Linked DNA regions of Mus musculus: region 2 is linked to region 1. A link is a contact called in public HiChIP or PLAC-seq data. All regions are on one chromosome and are shown on one strand. The core of a region is the stretch at or near the end of the contact, and the rest is flanking DNA. Distances in the headings are between cores, read along the strand shown. Region 1 has its middle 57 kb from the start of Gm34689. Region 2 holds the start of Kiz (kizuna centrosomal protein).

The links. HiChIP or PLAC-seq counts read pairs in DNA pulled down with a chosen protein or histone mark.
Region 2: a contact with region 1 is called in an H3K27ac HiChIP or PLAC-seq map of large pre-B cells, with 2.4 times the contacts expected there. The contact joins the promoter of Kiz here to the enhancer-like site in region 1. A contact is called at or near these places in 3 of 39 promoter capture datasets (embryonic stem cells, maxillary cranial neural crest and neural stem cells), 2 of 484 Hi-C or Micro-C datasets (the G1E-ER4 cell line and embryonic stem cells), 4 of 115 datasets of contacts at active chromatin or transcription factors (embryonic hindbrain, embryonic midbrain, large pre-B cells and 1 more) and 1 of 9 other capture datasets (pancreatic islet).

Annotation. Positions count from the first base shown.
Region 1 is chr2:146,648,945-146,656,050 of GRCm38.p6, reverse strand. No RefSeq gene overlaps it. Among named protein-coding and RNA genes, the nearest start is that of Gm34689, 57 kb to the left of the region's middle. Within about 2 kb of position 3,525, at least 3 of the 459 cell types and tissues checked have an H3K27ac peak or open chromatin away from gene starts, as enhancers often do.
Region 2 is chr2:146,853,407-146,860,512 of GRCm38.p6, reverse strand. It overlaps Kiz (kizuna centrosomal protein), which reads right to left and starts at 4,633. Exons shown (of 14, transcript NM_001033298.4): 1 at 4,470-4,633. The coding sequence starts at 4,591.

The DNA of each region.
Region 1 (7,106 bases), core at 2,276-4,775:
AGTCAGTCTTACTGGGTTCTCACTTACTCTCCTGCTACATAAAATTTTATAAAGAAACATGCCTTTTCTACTCTTTAGTACATAGAGGAGACATTCTAAAAATACCCTTTTTAAATTTTATTTTTCACTGAAGTGCAAAAACACACTCCATCTCAGTTCACATGTCATCTACCTTAGTATTTTCACAGCTGCCTAGCACTCCTATTTATGGCTATACCAAGGTTTGTTGAAACATCTTCCTCTATATAGTACTGAAAGGTTCTACGCAAGCCTCCAAGGGAGGGAAGCAACGAATAGCCCTACCCAGCTGTGATGCTTATACCACAACAATCAGCATTGTAGGCTAATCCTGAGTGCAATAGTGGCACTTATATCTTGGCAGTAACCAATAGGTCTCTAATTGGATGCAAGACCTGATTAGCAGGAAAGAAACCATGCCTGGTACTGGAAACCTAGCCAACTCCCTGGAACCAGGGAGGTCATGGATCTTAGAGGAGAATCGACTCCTACCACTAACTGCATTCTAAACATTTGTTCTTATATCCACAGAGAAGTGTAGCTCTCACTCATCAGAGCAACTTCTCTTTGCCATAGAGACTACTACAGAAAACCACAACCAGTCAACATGCAGAGAACAACTGATCATAGAGTGCCTGGCCACAGTTGATACATCTACAACACAACTCCAGAACCTTGAGAGTCATGAGACCACACAGAACAGAGAGGTGATGAGGTTTTAAGAACCAGAGAACCAGAAAGTCTGTTGGGAGATTGGGCCTCCTAGCTATACCCATGGCACCTCAACAACATGGCTTCTTAATCAAGACTTAAAGAAGTACACTAAAAGGCATGCTAGCATGGAAGGGGAAAATCTTATGGTGCCCCACACAAAAAACTACAGGCAATTGAGAAATGTTGAAAGCAGGAAATACAGTTCCTCAGGGGTGAGCCCCCTCATTGGTTTTTCCAATAGTAAGTGGCCAGCCCTGAGATCATATGCATACAAGTAATACTAAGTGGTTCAGCAGTATTTATATATTTATGCACATATACGCAATATTATGCATAAATGCATTATAAATACACACACATCAGTAAGAAAGAAAAAGAAGCAATGAATTCAAAATGGGAAAATGATGTGATTACACTTTAATTTTTAAAGTCTACATTAAGGGAAAAAGAAATGCTCTCCTTTAGATTTCTATTAAATATTTTTAAATTATAAACAATGCTATAATGAACTGCCTTATGCCTGTGTGTTCATTTTCACACCATGAAAGAGATAGTTCAGAGTCACTTCCTAAATTTGGTATTCCTTGGCTAGGGAACATTTGTACGTGCAGTCTCACTGACTACTGCCAAGCTCCCTCATTCCAAGAGTCCTAAGCAACTGAATTTTCATCAGTGCATAAGGAAGTGTCCATACCACAGTCTCACAATGGTTCCTAACCACATAGACAAGAGGTATCTCTGCTTTGCATTAGCAGGTGTCTCAGTAAGGAAGAAATTGAGCAGGATTCAAAATACTCAAGAGCCTCTTGTTGAGAACTGTCTGTTCTTGTCTCTTTCTTTGTTCTAGACAATGCTGCTTTTTTCTGTTCAGTTATTATAGCTGTCTCTTGTGAGGCTATGCCGGGGACTGGCAAACACAGAAGTGGATGCTCACAGTCAGCTATTGAATGGAACACAGGGCCCCCAATGAAGGAGCTAGAGAAAGTACCCAAGGAGCTAAAGGGGTCTGCAACCCTATAGGTGGAACAACAATATGAACTAACCAGTACCCCCCGAAGCTTGTGTCTCTAGCTGCATATGTATCAGAAGATGGCCTAGTCGGCCATCATTGGGAAGAGAGGCCCCTTAGTCTTGCAAACTTTATATGCCTCAGTAAGGGGGAACGCCAGGGCCAAGAAACGGGAGTAGGTGGGTAGGGGAGTGTGGGGGGATGGGGGGGGACTTTTGGGATAGCATTTGAAACGTAAATGAAGAAAATACCTAATTAAAAAAATAAATTTAAAAAAAACAACAAAACAAACAAAAAATCTCAAGTAAACAAACAAAAAAAAGAAATCTCTCTTTGGGGAAATAATGATCTTGTGATATATGTTGAAGTATTTGTATTACATAAGACAAATGTGTGAATATTTTTTTATTCTATTTATATTTGTCAATCTTTCCTTTGTTGCTTCCGGATTTTGTGGCACATTTAGAATTCCTCTCCTTGACACTGAGTTGTAAGATATTTGGTATGCTTTCTATACACGTTTGTGTGTCTTGCTATGTAACCCAGGTTAGCCTGAACCTCTGTGTACCGCCCAGGAAGAACTCAAACTTTGCTCCTTCTGCCTCGGCTTCACAAGTGCTGAGAATATGTTTTCATTGTTTTACTTTAAGTTTTCTTGTGTATGATTACGTAGTTACTATTCTAGTGCTGTGAGGAGATGCCATGACCAAGGGAAGTTATAAAATAAATCATTTCATTGGGGCCTTGTTTATAGTTTCAGAGGGTGAGTCCATAGTCGTCATGGCAGAGAGCTTAAAGGCAGGCAAGTAGGCATGGTTGGACAATAGCTGAGAACTCACATCTGATCAACAAGGTACAGGCAAAAGAGAGCAGGAGACTGGGCCTTGGGCTTTTGAAACCTCAATTTCCACCCCTCAGTTACGAACCTTCTCCAAATAAGGCCACACCTACTCCAACAAGGGCACAACTCCTAATCCTTCCCAAACAGTTCCACTAACTGTGAACCAAACATTCAAACATTCAGCCTATGGGGCCCATTCTTATTCAAACCTCTACAATGATGTCTCTAATTTTATTGTTTTTTTCAAATGTATTTTCCAAAATTATGGTTGTCTCAGTTTATTAATTATAATTCCTATTTTTCAGTATTTTTCATTCAATGTGTTTTTGTGTGTGGTTGGGGAGACACTCATCTCATAATGTGCAAATGAAGATCAGCTTCCTCCCTCCACCTTGCTGTGGCAGGAGTCTCCCTCGGTTCTGTTACTGTGAAGCTCCCTCCCACTCCCAATGTAAACCATCCAAGACCATTAGTAACACTGTTAACTGCCACAGTAATCACGTTTAAGAGGAATCTCAGCAGAGCACAGACAGACGAAGAGAATGCTTTGCTCCATGAAGGTCTTGGTGGCCTGGACTTTCCAGATAAGGTGGGTTATAACCCAGCTGATGGAGGATAGCCAAGACTGAATCATGAGTCTGAGGCTAGCCTGGTCTATATAATATGTTTAAAACAAGCTTGAGCAATGCAAAAATGAAAGACTATGGATGTAATTCCGTGGAGATCATCTGCCTAGCATGTTTAAGACCCTTGGTTTAATTCCCACACTGCAAATGAAACTAGAGAGAAACTATCATGGGCCTGAAGCATTGGCCTGGAAGGACATACAGACAGATGTTCTGTCGTGACAATGACTGGTTCCAGCTGAAGAGATCTGCAGTAGCATCAGGCCTTTGTTTGTTCAGGATGTGGGCATATCTGCACTTCCTGGGACAGCATCTGAGTCTCTTGATGATCCACTTCAGTAAAGGCATCTCTGAAAGAACTGACAGATGGCAGCTTTCGAAGAGGTGGTGATTTGGGCTTTTTCTCCTACCTGAGTCTCTTCCATAGGTCAGAATCTTCCTTCAAGATCTCTTCTAAATTCATCCAGAAAAATAACAATGATAATAGAACCTTGTGTCCTTGTGTGCCTGGGGATATCACCAGATGTGGGGGTTTTTGGTTTTGTTTGTTTGTTTTTTGACTCAGAATGATATCCATTTTGCAGAGGCAGAAGCTGAAACTCAAACAGGCTGATACACGGAAAAGCTCTGCAGCAGATGCTGGAGTTGTTGTCAGGGCATTGTTTGTACCCAGCACTCACCTTCACTATTATCGTGCCTGCTCACCAGCAAGACAAGTTCTTATTTATCACGGTTTGATGAGCAAGAAGATTTGAGCTTATGATGTTCAGTTTTCATTTGCTTTTCTTCCTTTCTTTCTTTCTTTCTTTCTTTCTTTCTTTCTTTCTTTCTTTCTTTCTTTCTTTCTTTCTTTCTTTCTTTCTTTCTCTTTTTTTCCTTGATTTTTCGAGACAGGGTTTCTCTGTGTAGCCCTGGTTGTCCTGGAACTCACTCTGTAGACCAGGCTGACCTTGAACTCAGAAATCCATCTGCCTCTGCCTCCCAAGTGCTGGGATTAAAGGTGTGTACCACCACTGCCCAGCCTTCATTTGCTTATTTCATGACTTGCAAAAAACAAAACAAAACAAAACAAAACAAAACAAACAAACAAACAAAAAAACCAGAGGGGTCTCTGCTGATTTGCTCCACAGTTCTGGGACACTACAACTCATCTCAGACATACCCAACAGGATAGTCTAAAAGAAATAGACTGATTGAGCAGTCTAGATCATATCTTCATCAATAACTGCTATGAGCTTTTCAAAGGCAATGCAATATTAAAGAAGAAAACAATTTTGTAGGTAGAATGGGTGTTGTTTATGGATTTCAAATGCAGACAGTATGAGCTGCCTACACTTATAAAGTCCCAGAGAACAGCTGACTACTGTTAAATACAAAATGTCCTCCTGTCTCTAGCATTCATTTGCCAGTCACATTGTCATTTAAAAGTAGTCATTTTGAAAGCAGTAATTCACTCTCTACAGTCCTTCCTTAACACAATTTTCAGCCTGCAATTTAGATGATAGGAAAATTACAACCTCAGTGCACTATATTATGTGATATAAATGTTATTGCAATTAAGCCTGCTAGGAATACACACACACACACACACACACACACACACACACACACACACACACACACACACGACATAAATACAACTGGCCTGCAATTTAGTCTAAGTAACTGTTTCCCTTGCAGGGAAGAAACTTCTTTTATTCTAAAAGAATATGGGACCCAAACAAGGCTCAATGAGGAACCAATCGACCAGGTTTGAACAGAACTGGAATGGATGAAAGGCTTAAGTTTTGCCTTTACTAGTCAAGGCATGGGCAGATGGAATGGGCCTCTATGTCAGTGATGACTATGAAGCAGGTAGCTATTAAAGCTAGAAGCCAGAATGATCCAAGGTGCCCTCCCCTACCTGCTCAAAGACAGCTGGCTTCCCATGCCTTGAAAGCCTTAGATGTGTCAATTCTCCTGCAGTCTCTGAGATTCCACAGTGACTTTCTTGAATCAACAGATCAAAGTTGGTTCTAGGCTGTCAAGGTCACTCCTCAACCGTCCTCTTTGGAGGACACCTTCCCTATTTGCTTCTTTTATTCTTGGCTCTGTTGTGTAAATCTAATCATCTTACTCTCTGGTTCCAAAAGCCTTCAAAGTCTCTCTTGCCAATGCCGTGCCTTGTTGGGCTTGGTACTCCGGAACATACCTTCCACTTATACTGTCTTATGGGCATTCTTGGTTGGCTAGGCTGGTTCTCTATCTCATCTAAAACTCCCATGGAGTACTTAAGTCATCCATTTCATCTGTCTGTGTTCTGCTGAGGTCTTTGCTAAATATCCATATTGTGGCCCTCAATGCTGTTACCAATGGTAATTACTGAGTCTCATTGGAAACAGCGACTATGACAGAATCTGAGTTATTTTATTTCAGAGCATTGCTACCATGTTGAAAAGATCTAGAAATGCCAATGTAAGGTACAGTAGCTTGAATAAGACATGGCCATTTTAGCTCCTGTGCTGGCTAGTTTTACGGTAACTTGACACAATCTAGAGTCATCTGAAATGAGGAAACTCCAATTGAGAAAATGCCTCCATAAGATTGGGCTACAGACAAGCACCTATAGGCTATATTGTATCTAGTGATTGATAAGGGAGGGCCCAGCCCCTTGTGGATAGCGATGAACTGATGGTTTGGGTTCTATAAGAAGCCAGACTGAAAAGGCCATGAGGCACAAACCAATGAGCAGTACTCCTCCATTGACCGCTGCATCTGCTCTTGCCTCTGAGCTCTCCGGAAAAGCAGACAGTGCTGTTAACCTCTGAGCCATCTCTCCAGCCCCATTTAAATAAAAGTGTCTACTGCTTTGCCAGAGGACCTTGGTTTGGCTTCCAGCACCCACATCAGGCAGTTCACAAGCACCTATAACTCCAGCCTCTGGTCACTTTGAACACTCACAGGAACATGCCATACATAGGCAAGCATATCACTAAAAATAATAAGATTGTCTGCACAGAGTCAACAAAAAGAGGAAATGGTGAGAAGCTTCCACTCGTATCCCATTGTCAAAGCAGTCACGTGAGGATTCATAACTTATAAGGGATGCTGGGAAATGTAGCCTCACTGTGCCAAGCTATACCTAAAAAAGAAGAGAAAGCTTGGGGTAAGCTTGGGGTGAGTCTCCACAATGACTTGTATTAAAAAGGAATTGGTATGCTTACAGCAAAAGGCAATATTTAACGTCCCATAAAAGACAACCATGGTGATAACAATGATTTCCCGAGTGCTTACTGCATACCAGGCACTAGCTTCAGCATACATTGCCTCATTTTAAAAAATAAATTGCAGTGTAGATATTATCTGGGTTATTTTTTTCCACTTTAAAAATCCTAAAGCTCAGAATGAGAAACAATTTGTTTGAGGTCACATAAGAGAGTAAGAATTCATAGTTGTGCCTCAGCTGTCATTTCATCTTTCCTAAAAAAAAAAAAAAAAAAAAAAACCAAACTTAACCTTCAAAACAGAGTCTATACCACACAATGAACTTGGGAACACAGCAATGTTACCTGTTAGAGAGTAGGAAGAACTTCAGTGGCACACCTGATTGTCCCCCTCACTTTACAGTTGAGAAAATTGAGGAGTGCAGAAGAGGCAGTGCCTGGATGACAGAGCCACTCTGATATTTGGGCTTTCTCAACCTAAGTCAAATTCAAAGAAGTTACAAAACCAGTAGAATAACCAATGGGTGTGTTGTTTGAAGTTAATGTTTAGAGTGGTATGCACATCTATCCATGCTTGCCCTGGTTGGGTTTTGTCCATTTGACACAAACACATATCTGAGAAGAGCAATTTTTTTAGCTTATTCACTTTACATCCCACTCACTGCTCGCCTTCTGGTCGCCCCTTCCCACAATCT
Region 2 (7,106 bases), core at 3,384-5,883, 200 kb before region 1:
TTACTGCTGAATGACTGAAGTCTGATCAAGAAGAATCATCTAAAGGATCTAACCTGGGGTCACCTTCTAGAAGACATGTTATACTTAAGAAATTGCCAGGAACATGACAGATGGGGTCAGACTAAACAATCATCCCAAGAGGTCAGAAGCAACATGGCACACCAAATGTAAGCCATGTTTCTCAATTAAACCCTAGACCAGAAAGGACCAGAAAGAAAGGCTTAATAGTGATGTGTATGTGTGTCAAGTTGACAAGGGGTCAATTGTATTGGCTGGTTTTGTATGTCAACTTGACACAGCTGGAGTTATCACAGAGAAAGGAGCTTCAGTTGGAGAAGTGCCTCCATGAGATCCAGCTGTGGGGTATTTTTCTCAATTAGGGATCAAGGGGTGAGGGCCCCTTGTGGGTGCCATCCCTGGACTGGTAGTCTTGGTTCTCTAAGAGAGCAGGCTGAGCAAGCCAGGGGAAGCAAGCCAGTAAGTAACATTCCTCCATGGCCTCTGCATCAGCTCCTGCTTCCTGACCTGCTTGCCAGTCCTGACTTCCTTTAGTGATAAACAGCAATGTGGAAGTGTAAGCTGAATAAACCCTTTCCTCCCCAACTTACTTCTTGGTCATCATGTTTGTACAGGAATAGATACCCTTACTAAGACAAATTGGTTTCTAAGACAACTTATGTCTGGCATTGAGTGTGTGGAGGGACACACAGCAAGGCTGAAGGGTAACTGTGAGAGCTGTACCATGGTTATATAGAAGAGCATCTTTCTTTCTTTTGTTTTTTTTAATAGTACATTGAAGGTTTTAATGACGTGGACCATCACATACTCACATCACAGTTTGAAGTATTTAACAGAAGAGCACTGATTTTAGGTAAGTGTATGGGAAAAGAAAATAAAAATATAATATTGTTGGGACTTCAGGAGAATCTTGATGAGGGAAATGCTGGGTCTTTGTCCCATGTTTGCAACTTTTCAATAAATTTGAGTCTATTTTAAAATATTTTTTAAATGATTCTGCAATCTAGGGAAAAAGGGCCATGTTGGGTTTTGTTTGTTTGTTTTTTGTTTTGTTTTGTTTTTAAATTCCATCACCTCCGAAACTGCAAATTCTTTTTAATAATGTTGGAAAGATCTCTGTTCTCAGTTCCTTCTCTTGTGGATGCAGATACCTGCTGGTCACACTGCTGGTCTCTCTCTGAACACTTCATATCTTAGCAACCACAGACACATTGTGGCTCTCTATTCCACGAAAAAATGGTGCTGATTTTGTCAACTCCTCATCTAACTCCCTCCTCCATGCTGCTGCATCTCCAAATGGTAATCCTTCATATGAGTTTTAACATAAGGTCTAAACACTGGATATTTACCTCAGTAAAAAGTCAGAGGGAAGGCTTATTGGTGGGACCACCATAATAATCCTTACATATCAAATAATGCCTACATATCAAATCTCTATTTCAGAATCTCTGAAATGCCCAAACCTGAGATACTTACAGAGTCTTTGTTTCAGTCACTTGTACCCTCATCTGGGTTTTCACAGCTGGCCTGTTCTTACAAAGCTGAATTTTCTACATTTTAAGGAACTTAGTCAATTTGTGTCTCAATACCACGGTTTTCCATCACCCTCAACTGTACTCAGCTAATATCTCAGCGTCAATTCTGAACCATTATGATATGTTGCCCTGAATCGGTATCACCATTGAAAATAACTGGGGCTGGTTAATGGACCTTTCAAAGGATGTTTTTATATACAGTAGTTGTTAAGTATCAGCTGCACTTATATGTTTCTACCACACTTGTGGGCACTATACACACTGCAACATGTCACTCCATTAGACTCTTTCAGATTCAATTACGGACTTTCACAACAATGGAGAGAAAGCACTACACACACATAGAAAAACATTCAAGCTATAAAATTACACCTATGTGGGAATACACAGGAAAATGACTGGAGTTTAAAATACAACAGTTTCGATGAACAAGCTCAGTTATCAGATCAGCTAACATTTCAATGACTGCCTCTAAAAGGGCCAAGAAGGCTGAACTGTACTTGTTGTTGCTGTTAATCTCCTGATTCCCCAAAGTTTCCAAAGTGATAAAAGCATTTCCAACTGCTGTGAAATTCACAATATTGAAGATGAACATGGACTTTCAGGAAATAGTGGTCCCTATGATGAGACTGGCTTTAATTTTTAAAATGTTATTACATTTAGTGTGTGTGTGTGTGTGTGTGTGTGTGTGTGTGTGTGTGTGACCCTTGGTGAAGTCTCATGACTTGTCATGGGCAGAACTCATGTTCCTACTCATTTACTATAGCTCCCTCTCTAGAGTTATTTGCTTCTATCTTGTGTGTAGCATGCATTAATTAGAGTCACTTACAGATTCTTAAAATGAAAAATGATCACACAGAGCAATAGATTTACACTGACTTAAAAATAAAACAAATCTTCAAATGCAGGACCATGAACAGGCCATAAAATCTGACTCCAGTTTCTTATGTAACTTCAACAACCTTACCTTGCTTCCTAATTAAAGCAAAAAGTGCTAAACATAAAGTGGATAATCATTACAGTTATTGTGCCATAAGGACCATAAAGAACCAGGTGCTTCCAGCATAGGAGGCAAAAATAACTTACCACTAACCTAGTTCAAAAAGAATGTCATTTAAATCAGTCACATTTTAAGAGCAGATCTTTGCCTACAAAACACAAATAAGTAAAGGCCAAAGGTAACTATACCACTCTTGAACTACAACAGACAATGAGATAAAGGCACTAAAACTAAAGTTCTTGCTTTTAAATTAGCTGATGCATATATATATGTGTACACATATATATATGCAGAGATCTAATACCACCACCTTGGGTAACTGGAAAAAAGATCATTATTCAGTGACAATGAGGTGATGGCATTCCACATAAGGCATTTGTAACACCTAGACGCTGGCTAATTGACTTTTGGATTTAACCCATAAATTCAAACATTTTACAAAAACACCTCCTCCACCATTGTACTACACAGTGAGCAAAAGGTGTTGCTTCTCACCTAAAATTCTCAATGTAGGCACACTTGAGCTCGCATGTGCACACGTGCTTGTGCATGCACACACACACATTCTCTCTCTCTCTATTGTATTCTCTCTGAGATCTCACTAAGCACACTGAAGGTGCAAACATTAGAAAGTATTGAGAAAAGAAAAGCTCTGTAGGAAAAATAAAGGTGTGTGTGTGTGTGTGTGTGTGTGTGTGTGTGTGTGTGTGTGTGTTGGAGATAGGTTCTCACTATGCTGCCCTGGCTGGCTTGTATCCCAGGCTGGCCTTGAACCTGTGGTCCTCCTATTTCTGTCTCTTCAGCATAGACCACCACCAACATACGCCTAAATGGTTAATTTTTTTTTTCTTAAGTGGGAGATTAAGAGATCCCTAGAGTAGGTGAGCAGGACTGTGTCAGAAGGAAAAAAAAAAAAAAAAAACGGATGTAGAAAGAAGATAAAACACGGAAAGAAGAGTTAGGGCCCGTGGGAGTTACTTAACAAGTAATTGGCAAAAATTAAGTCTAGTGTAAGATGCAATTCCTTTGAAAAATCACTTACTTTACCTCACCTGCAATTACTGTTATGATCTTAGAATTGTTACAGCCCTCCTGTTCCTTCTGAATGATTCTGTAACTTTAACACCCACTAAATGTTTTGTTTATCAAAAGATCCAAAAATCTATTTCCTTTCTTGTCAACTAATGAGATTTCTAAGTCCAATTAATTTGGCAGCTAAATAAGTGTTCCAACAACTTATCTTTCCATGTGGTTATTTATAGTCAATTGCTTTGTACTTTTTTCTATTTATGCATTCTTAGATCTAGCTTTTTCCAATGGTTCTCATCTTTCATGTCTTAATCAAAGGCAATCCCAACCCTCGAAGCTGAACCCGTTGAAAATTTCATCCTTTTACTAGAAATTTAGTCAGCCCCAGACACTTCTAAAAGACTACAGCGCGCGCGCAAACACACACACACACACACACACACACACACACACACACACACACACACACACACACACACCATTCCAGCCTGCGTTCCTGGACCTGTCATCTTTGATGCAGTGCGGCTGTCAAAGTAGGATGACAACTTGAAGAGAGAGTGAGGAGGGGGCATGTAGGACTAGAGAGGACTAAAGAAATTCACAAGGTTTGATCAAGACTGGCAGGCAAAAAAACTCCCACTCTCACTTCCGGCCGCATCCGCAGGCTGAGGGACCTGGCTTTGGTTGTCATGAGAGATTACAGTCTCTCTGCGCTTTCAAACAAGGGGCATCCGTGGTAAAGTTGTGCTCCTAACCCCTTCTGGGGCTAGTTGGGGGTCGCAGGCGAGTTCCAACACTAGTGAACCACTGGCGGGAAGTGGGCCGGACACCGTACCCCGATGCTCTCAGTGGCGCCGCTGACTCCCTGCCCCGTCCCGCGGCCGTACCTGTCCCGCAGAGCCTGCTGGAGCTGGCCCACCCTTTCGTAGTAGCTGGGGCTCGCCAAGGGCGCAGAGGTGGCGGAGGCCTGGCGCAGGCCACCACCACCGCCACCGCGCCCTCGCGGCATTGCCACAGGGCAGCTGGCGGGCCAGCGTTGCCCAAGGAGACCGCCCCAACATGCACCGCGGGTAAACAAGGCGCCTAGCGGCCTGAAGAGGGCGGGGCGAAGGGCGGGGCGCCGAGGAGGCGGGGTTAGCCGCGGTGTGGGTCCGGGAGGGGCGAAGACAGAGAGACTGGCAAGGGTGGAGCAGCCCTGGTGGTACAGGGAGAAGACAAGGGAGCTGTGTCACGTTCTCTCTGCTACCGCTGTGTTTCTCTTCCCCTACAGAATCCGTCCTACACGCATTCATTTTATCAGATGCAGTTTCTTATTTACCTTCCTAGAATTTGCAGTGAGAGACCCTGTGACAAGATTGTTTTGATACCAGCACTTAGAAAGCAAAACAAAAAGCTAGAAGAAAACAAAATTTAAGAACCGCAAATATGCCCTTGATCTCAGCACTACGGGCAGAGGCAGTAGGAATTCTGAGTTCGAGGCCAGTCTAATTTACAGAGTGAGTTCCAGGACAACAAAGACAACACAGAGAAACCTAGTCTCAAAACACCAAACCCCACCCCCAAACAAAATAAAACAAACAAACAAAGAAACCAAATATGCCATCCCACGCTGGAATGTTTTTCAATGCTCAGGTTGCCATCAGCCCTTTCAGGGGAGAAAGATTTGGTTTCTAACTAGGTCCTTGTGAATCAAACCGTTTACTTCTGCAGTCAATTCTCCAACAAGGCCCCCAGCCAGACTACATTGGCATAAACCCTATGTCCCACAACTCAGCTGTGACCATACAAAAAGCCTAGGTGCCCCAGAGTGAATTGGGCAGACTATTACAGCAAGACTAACTTAACCTTAGATCAGTTCAGAGGAACTACTGGTTATAAAGGCCCAGAACAGAATCAGTCTTTATTCTTGCCTCCATCAACATGGCAAAAGGCTTCCTGAAGAAAGACAACTGGATTCTAAAACCCACTTGGAATAGGAAATTAAAAAAAAAAAAATGTACACACGTACTTGTAGTCAATGTGGTTCCTTATCCTAGACTTTTAATTTTATGTCTCTTTTCTCAAGTCGGTAGTTTTATTTTCATGCAAAGCATCCCTGACACCAACATTTCTTTAATAGTGTGTCAGGACTCCATGGGGATTGCACCATATCTGAATGGGTTAGGGATAGGGAGCTGTGTGTCAAAAAGTTCAGCAACAGTAAACCGTTCCTGAATGTGTAATGACCAAAACTCAATTGAAAAATCAAGGCATAATAAATCTAAGCTGCTTCTGACGGCATGTGTCCGTGTCTTGTCCCACTATAACATGCTCACTATACACTGCACATGTCCATTGCGCTCTGACTTATAGTACCATACTGGCATTAGGGGAAGCAACGAAATGGTCAAGTCAGCAACCCTAAATTATGATTTTGCCTATCCTTCCTTCCTCATACTGTCTGCCTAAATGCTGAAAGGTAGAATATATCCATGTAATCTCAGGACTCAAGGGGACAGGCAGGAGGATCTCTAATTCCAGGCGGGCCTGACCGACCTTGGCTTAAAAACAAAAACATGTGGACCAGACGATGGCCCAGCAAATGAAACATGCTTTCTTTGCAGGTATGGCAATCTGAGTTTGATTTGATTCCCAAGAGTTGTTCTCTAACCTCTACTTGTACACTCTAACACACATGCATACACACACACACACACACACAAACATGCACACGTGTGCGCTTCATTGAATTAAAATGTCATAAATCAGCATAATGGGCTATAAGCAAAATAGGGTCTCTGCTCCTGCCTTGACCAATATACCTTTTTAAGAACATGGAAATACAGTCCATGTTCCTAAATATGTGGAATTTAGTTCTCTGATTCTTTCCTAATCCACCCCCTAATTTTCCACCCTAATTAAATTAATAATTCCCTAATTTCAGGGTTGCATGATGAGACACACCTCACTCACAGTAGGGATCCATGTGCCCGGCCTTCTCCCCATTCGACCAATCCCATCTGTATCCATATGTTTGTCTCAGCCTCCTTTTGGCCTAAAGCTAAATACTAGTGATGGTTCCTTATAAGAACGGCCCAGGAAAGAGATCTTTGAAGACTCTGGAGAGCAGTCTGGGACCCTCTGAGTTGGAAATGCCTGGATTCTGGGTACCTGGGACTGTGTTCTAGGAGTTGTGTGTGAACTGCCATGGGCATCCACTCGACCTCACATTAAGTGGTCAGGAAGGGACAAGAGCAGGCCTGTAATATGCAGATCTAGTGCAGGACCCTCTTGCCCAGTTGTAAGGTTAGCACTGATATGGCTTTTAGTTACTCTGTCAACTCATTCTATCACACTGATGTAGTGCTAGTGTACTGAGGTTAATTTACAGCCTGTAGTGTGATGCCTAATCATCATCTGCTTCATTGGATTTGGAATCACCTAGGAGACTCATGCCTTGGTTGAGGGTATTTCCAGAGAGATTTAAAGGAAGACAAAGATCCATCCTGAATGTAGCCTGCAGCATCCCAGGGGCTGTAAGGTCC